Regions from separate parts of the Lactuca sativa genome. Here region 2 is linked to region 1. The links are chromatin contacts, called in public Hi-C maps. All regions are on one chromosome and are shown on one strand. The core of a region is the stretch at or near the end of the contact, and the rest is flanking DNA. Distances in the headings are between cores, read along the strand shown. Region 1 holds the start of LOC111915197 (protein ALTERED PHOSPHATE STARVATION RESPONSE 1). Region 2 holds the start of LOC111915188 (serine carboxypeptidase-like 13).

Region 1 (2,869 bases), core at 204-2,703:
AACATGGCTTAAGCATTAAGTGCTTAATGGCCGATTTTTTTGAATCTGGACGCGAACACGCTGCGTAAGGTCCGGGAACGCCCTCGTTCCCGTTAGGGCTCACGATCTGGACTGGTGAGGAACGCTCAACATTCCACAAGGGAATTCCCTGTGTTCGTTACGACTATGTGCTTCCTTGGGCCATTCTCTTAGAATTTACTACTATGGGCCTTACTGGATCGTCATTTTGGTTTTTATTGGACTATGTCTTATTTTGGGTCTAGGGTAAGGCCCATTAGAGGGGATTGGGACCAATTTAGAAAATTGGGCCAATAGTGGGTCTGGGAAGTTTACCTAGTATTGGGCCTTTTCATGTTATGGTTTTGGGCTTTAGGCATAAACCAAATTAGATCAGGGGTAAAATGGTCATTTTACCCTAAGAAGGATTATTTGGTTTTGACTAAGTGTTATTTTATACTGATAACTCGGGAAGTCGTTGGAGCAGCCGTTAGAAATTTCTTACCGTGAGATTCAACATTCAGGTGAGTTACCTTCCCGATATGCGTGGGTTGAAGGCACCAATGTCAGCCCATTAGTAGTTATTTGTAGTAGAGATATTTGTCTGGTATGCCACTATCTGATGAGATTTATGTGCTTATATGCTATGTTATTATGTGGTAGTGGTAGGGGTGAAATAAACCCCGTAACCGATTGAGATAAACCGAAGGGTAGGTCGAGCACCCAAATATGCTTGGCATGGTAGATTAGACACCTAGATATGTCTGACATGGTAGGTTGGGCACCCAGATATGCCTAACGGCATGTTTATGCTATGTTATTATGTGGTAGTGGTAGAGACGAAATAGACCCTGTAACCAGTTGAAATACACCAGAGGGTAGATCGGGCACCCAGATATGCCTGACAGGGTAGGTCGAGCACCCATATATGCTTGACAGGGTAGGTCCGACACCCAGATATGCCTGACAGGGTAGGCCGAGCACCCAGTTATGCCTACCAGTATGTTGTTATGTGATATGATGGAGGAACTCACTAAACTTCGTGCTTACAGTTATCAGTTTTGGTTTCAGGTACTTCTTCTTCGAAAGGAAAGGAGTCGGCATGATCGCAACACATCACACTATGATTTTTCTGCATATGAGATTTTCGGGAGTTGTACTATGATATTACTCTTTTATGACATGTTTTGGTTATTTGATGACATTTAGTGACGAAATCACAACAAAAATATCAAATGGACGATCTAAAAGAAAAAAAATGATAAAAACAAAACTTATATATTACACAAAACCATATGAAAAATATAATTTTTTTACTAATTTAATTAAAAGTTAACATAAGTGATATAATTATTTATTCAAGGAATCTTAAATGATGTTATTCTAAAGTTGTAATTTGAAGTTAAAAATCCATTCCTAAAAAGTAAAAGGGAAGTCTCCAATCCCACGGCGAACCCAGCAAAGCACCCTTTCCTCCTGATCCGATCGATTCTAATCTTTCTTTACGTTTACCAATTTGGACCTTTGCATATGGCGGACCCCACGCTTCACATTCACACACTTTCGTCCCCTTCCTTCTTTGCTTTTGCATGAACGAACCACACTTTTCTCGAATCGGTTCTCTCCGCCGCTCACCGTCACTCAATTTCTCTACCCTTCTTCTATAATTGTAACCTATTTGTCAGGTGAAGTTCAGTTCTTCTTGGTTTCAGGTCATTCCTTTTCCGTTTCAAGCAAAATATTTAGCTTTGCACTTTAAATTTGTGATATCTGAATTATGCTGTTCACAGTACCGTGTTCTTACATCTTAACTCGGAAGTTTTCGATCTCTTAATCATAAAATATGTGGGTAATTATCGCTTTATTCGTTTTGTGCTTTTTTCAAAAGTTAAATCAATGGTTGAAGAGCTTCAATTTGATGTGAAGCACGATTCATTAATTAGGTCGCTAGTATTGATTTTTTGAATTTGGGTTTTATATTGTGTGAAGTGTTCTTTTAATTGGAATAGAAGAACTGATTGGATTTGAGACTCGTATCTGATAGTAAATCCCTGCCTTCCATGTACTACAGTTACAGCTTGTGAAAGCTCATAGAGCTTGTTTTGCAGCTTGCAAGTCTGAGGTTATCGTGTATCTTCTACGGTAAGTTGGAAAGTTATAATTATATATTCTGGTTGGATTAACAATTTTCTCAGTTCCTAGTTCTGATTGTTAACAAGTTCTTTTTGAGGGGTATGCATTTGGGGTATCTGATTCAGATTCCCTTTTCCCTTTACCAACTCAACCAAAAAGGATATTGATGAATACATTTACATCTACATGTCAATATTTCTTAGAACATCTGTATCTACCCTTCCAATCTGGTTTCTAGGAAATGCCTGATGCTTGAGTTTGAACAGTGAATAAACAAATCACAGTATATAAAATTTGTAAACTTGCAGAAGAAGTCCATGTGATGTGTGGATAGATAAGCAGTAAGGTGTCCAAGAAGAAAGATCGGGTTAATGGGTGCCACAAACTCAAAAGTGGAAGAAGATAAGGCTCTTCAGCTATGCCGTGAAAGGAAAAAGTTTGTTAGAAAAGCACTTGATGGAAGATGTTCACTTGCAGCCACTCATTTTACTTACATAGAGTCTCTAACAATTATAGGGAAAGCATTAAGTAGGTTTGTTGAACCTGAAGTGCCAATGGAATCCTCTTTATACACATCCACTAATGCAACTCCTGAGCCACAAACATTCATTGGAAAATCCCTTTCTCAATTCTCTTTCTCTTCAACCATGTCACAACATATCAATCCACCTGGAAACCTATCCCCATCTCCTTCCCCACCATCCTCTAGTAGGTATTACACAAATCATATGAAGATTAG
Region 2 (3,056 bases), core at 184-2,683, 180 kb after region 1:
AATGGTGCGTCTAAACTATATTGAGGCTCAAAAAATATATTTGATAATTTTTTTTATTTATTTTTGAAATTTTATGTATGCACACATTCAATAGTTGTATACACTGCTGGTTTGCTCGTCAATAGTCCATATGACTGTGATTGTTCAAAAGTTATCACAAATCTTTTGGTTACAAAAATCTCTCTCTCTCTCTCTTTCTCTCTCTCTCTCTCTCTCTCTCTCTATATATATATATATATATATATATATATATATATATATATATAACAAAAATAAATATTTGCTACATCGAAGACATTGGAAAAATTTTGAGAAAATTTATTTTTCACTGAATCAAAAAAAATTGTATTTAGAAAAATATTAAAAAATACATATTTTTATTTTATAAATATTTTGAATATATTTCGAACATATTACTTAAAAAATTCAAAAATAACGAATTTTTTTTTGCATATTCGAAATTTTTTTACATTGTTAATTTTAAAATGGATCATAGAAAATTTTATTATATCCGAAATTTCAATTCAATTATCCAACTATCAAAATCCTCTAAAGTGCAAGCTATTAAGTTTATAAATTATAAATATAAAAGTCACAAAAAGAAAAAAGTAACGAAATTACAATTTCAAAACTAGCAATCAAAACATACCTAATTCATATAAGAATGTGATTAACGCAGAAGCACCTGGTCCACCGGGAATATAAAATATAAGCGGGTCTTCTTGTGGGTTCCTTGTTGACTCGACAAAGTAATAAAACAATTGTACGTTTTTGTTCTCCCCTACTCCAATATACCTTTTATACAATTGTCAGGATAAATAGGTAGAACATTATTTGAGCCGATCCAATTTCAAATTTTAAACGCATCAAGATGGTCATGAGAAAATACTACACATTACTAAAGAGCATTATGTTTAACAATTCACATAAGGCAAGCCTCTCCCCCATAATCTCACAAATCGAGGATGCCATAGTGGTCGAAGAACCTATTTTTTTATATGAATGCATGTTTTGAGTATTTGTTTGAATCTTTATGACATATATTATCACTATTTTAGCTAATGAGTCTTCACATAACTGAAAACCACAACCAATGGTGGAGTTATGCCAAATAGTCTTGTTCATTTTTATTTGTGATAAGAATTATCATTGGTGATTACTATTTGATTTCTAATCACGTACACATAAATTACCAATCGCTGGTAGCTCGATTCTTTGTTTAACAGATAAATAAAGAAAAGATGAAAATCATACCCGGTTTCAAGTTTAAAAGGAAGATCTCCTGCATATCCTGGAATTGTTTTGATAATTGATTTGGAGTAAGATAAAACAATCAAGTAGAAGTGAAAGGTGAAAACGAAAATAAAAGAAAGCTTCATATTGTTTGGTCTCATACTAGGTTCCATTATACTATGATATCTCAAGTTGCACGTGCTTCGCTCTACCTGTTTATTGCTATATATAGAGGAACTCCCGTGTGGATAAATAATTAATAATCCCATTTACTGACATATAAATTAACTTTATTAATAAATTTTGAAGCGTGTGGAACACATATTTGACAAAAGCCACACATGTATGGATATACACATGTTGACTTAGTATTTTTTAACGGCGATATATATATATATATATATATATATATATATATATATATATATATATATATATATATATATATATATATATATATATATATATATACTAGACGAATTCCCGCACGTTGCGCAACGAATATTAAAAATATATTGTTAAAATATTGAAAAATATATGTTTAAAATGGTTATGTTATTGACATTAACTTTGAAATAATATTTTTACACTAATATATATATATATATATATATATATATATATATATATATATATATATAGAGAGAGAGAGAGAGAGAGAGATATAGTTAGGTTCAAATGTTTTCACTATTTATTGTGTGCCTATATGATTGATTCTAGACCAATCATTTTAGTTATTTTAAGAAAGTAATTAATGCATATTAAATGCTGAAGATGTAATTAATATCTATTATATTTTCAACATGTAATATGCATTAATTACTTTCTTAAAATAACTAAAATAATTGGTCCAGAATCAGTCATACATGCACACAATAAATAGTGAAAACAAAATAACCTAACCCTATATATATATATATATATATATATATATATATATATATATATATATATAGGGTTAGGTTATTTTGTTTTCACTATCTATTGTGTGCATGTATGACTGATTCTGGACCAATCATTTTAGTTATTTTAAGAAAATAATTAATGCATATTACATGTTCAAAATATAATAGATATTAATTACATCTTCAGCATTTAATATGCATTAATTACTTTTTTAAAATAACTAAAATGATTGGTCTAGAATCAATCATACAGGCACACAATAGATAGTGAAAACATTTGAACCTAACTCTCTCTCTCTCTCTCTATATATATATATATATATATATATATATATATATATATATATATATATATATATATATATATATAATTTCTGTTATTTTGAACAATAATATTCATTGACATTAACACACATTCCTCATTAATATAGTTAAATATAATTTTCTATTTAATATTATTTTTAACAATTATTATTAGTGATTGATTATATTTTTATTCATGCGATCATTTTTTAATTTCAATAATGATGTTCATTTAAAGTACAATTTATTTATAGCTAAATGTAATTTATAATTTGATGTTATTATCATTTAAAATTGTCATTCATTAATTTTAAACCACTTATTATTAATAATAACTTAAAGAAGATTTTTAAGAAACACTTAATATTATTATTAAAATGTGAAACATACATTAAATAATAAAGTGATAAGATAGACAATTTGCATTTCAAAAGAGACTTGCATTGATAATACAACATATCCATGTAATATTATTTTATTATTTATTATTGTTGCTTATTAATTTTAAAACCACTTGTTATTATTAATAAGTGAAAGAAACTTTTAGAAAACATTTATTATTATAATTAAAATGTTAAACATATAAACTAAAATATAAAGTGATAATATAGACAA

Evidence for each region. Hi-C and Micro-C count contacts between places; a contact is called where the count stands out from the background.
Region 2: a contact with region 1 is called in a Hi-C map of leaf, with 3 times the contacts expected there. The contact joins the promoter of LOC111915188 here to the promoter of LOC111915197 in region 1. A contact is called at or near these places in 2 of 4 Hi-C or Micro-C datasets (leaf and seed).

What each region holds. Positions count from the first base shown.
Region 1 is chr2:85,701,296-85,704,164 of Lsat_Salinas_v11, forward strand. LOC111915197 (protein ALTERED PHOSPHATE STARVATION RESPONSE 1) reads left to right here and starts at 1,454. Exons shown (of 6, transcript XM_042899122.2): 1 at 1,454-1,682; 2 at 2,439-2,869. The coding sequence starts at 2,502.
Region 2 is chr2:85,876,647-85,879,702 of Lsat_Salinas_v11, forward strand. It overlaps LOC111915188 (serine carboxypeptidase-like 13), which reads right to left and starts at 1,434. Exons shown (of 14, transcript XM_023910862.2): 1 at 1,255-1,434; 2 at 650-795. The coding sequence starts at 1,406.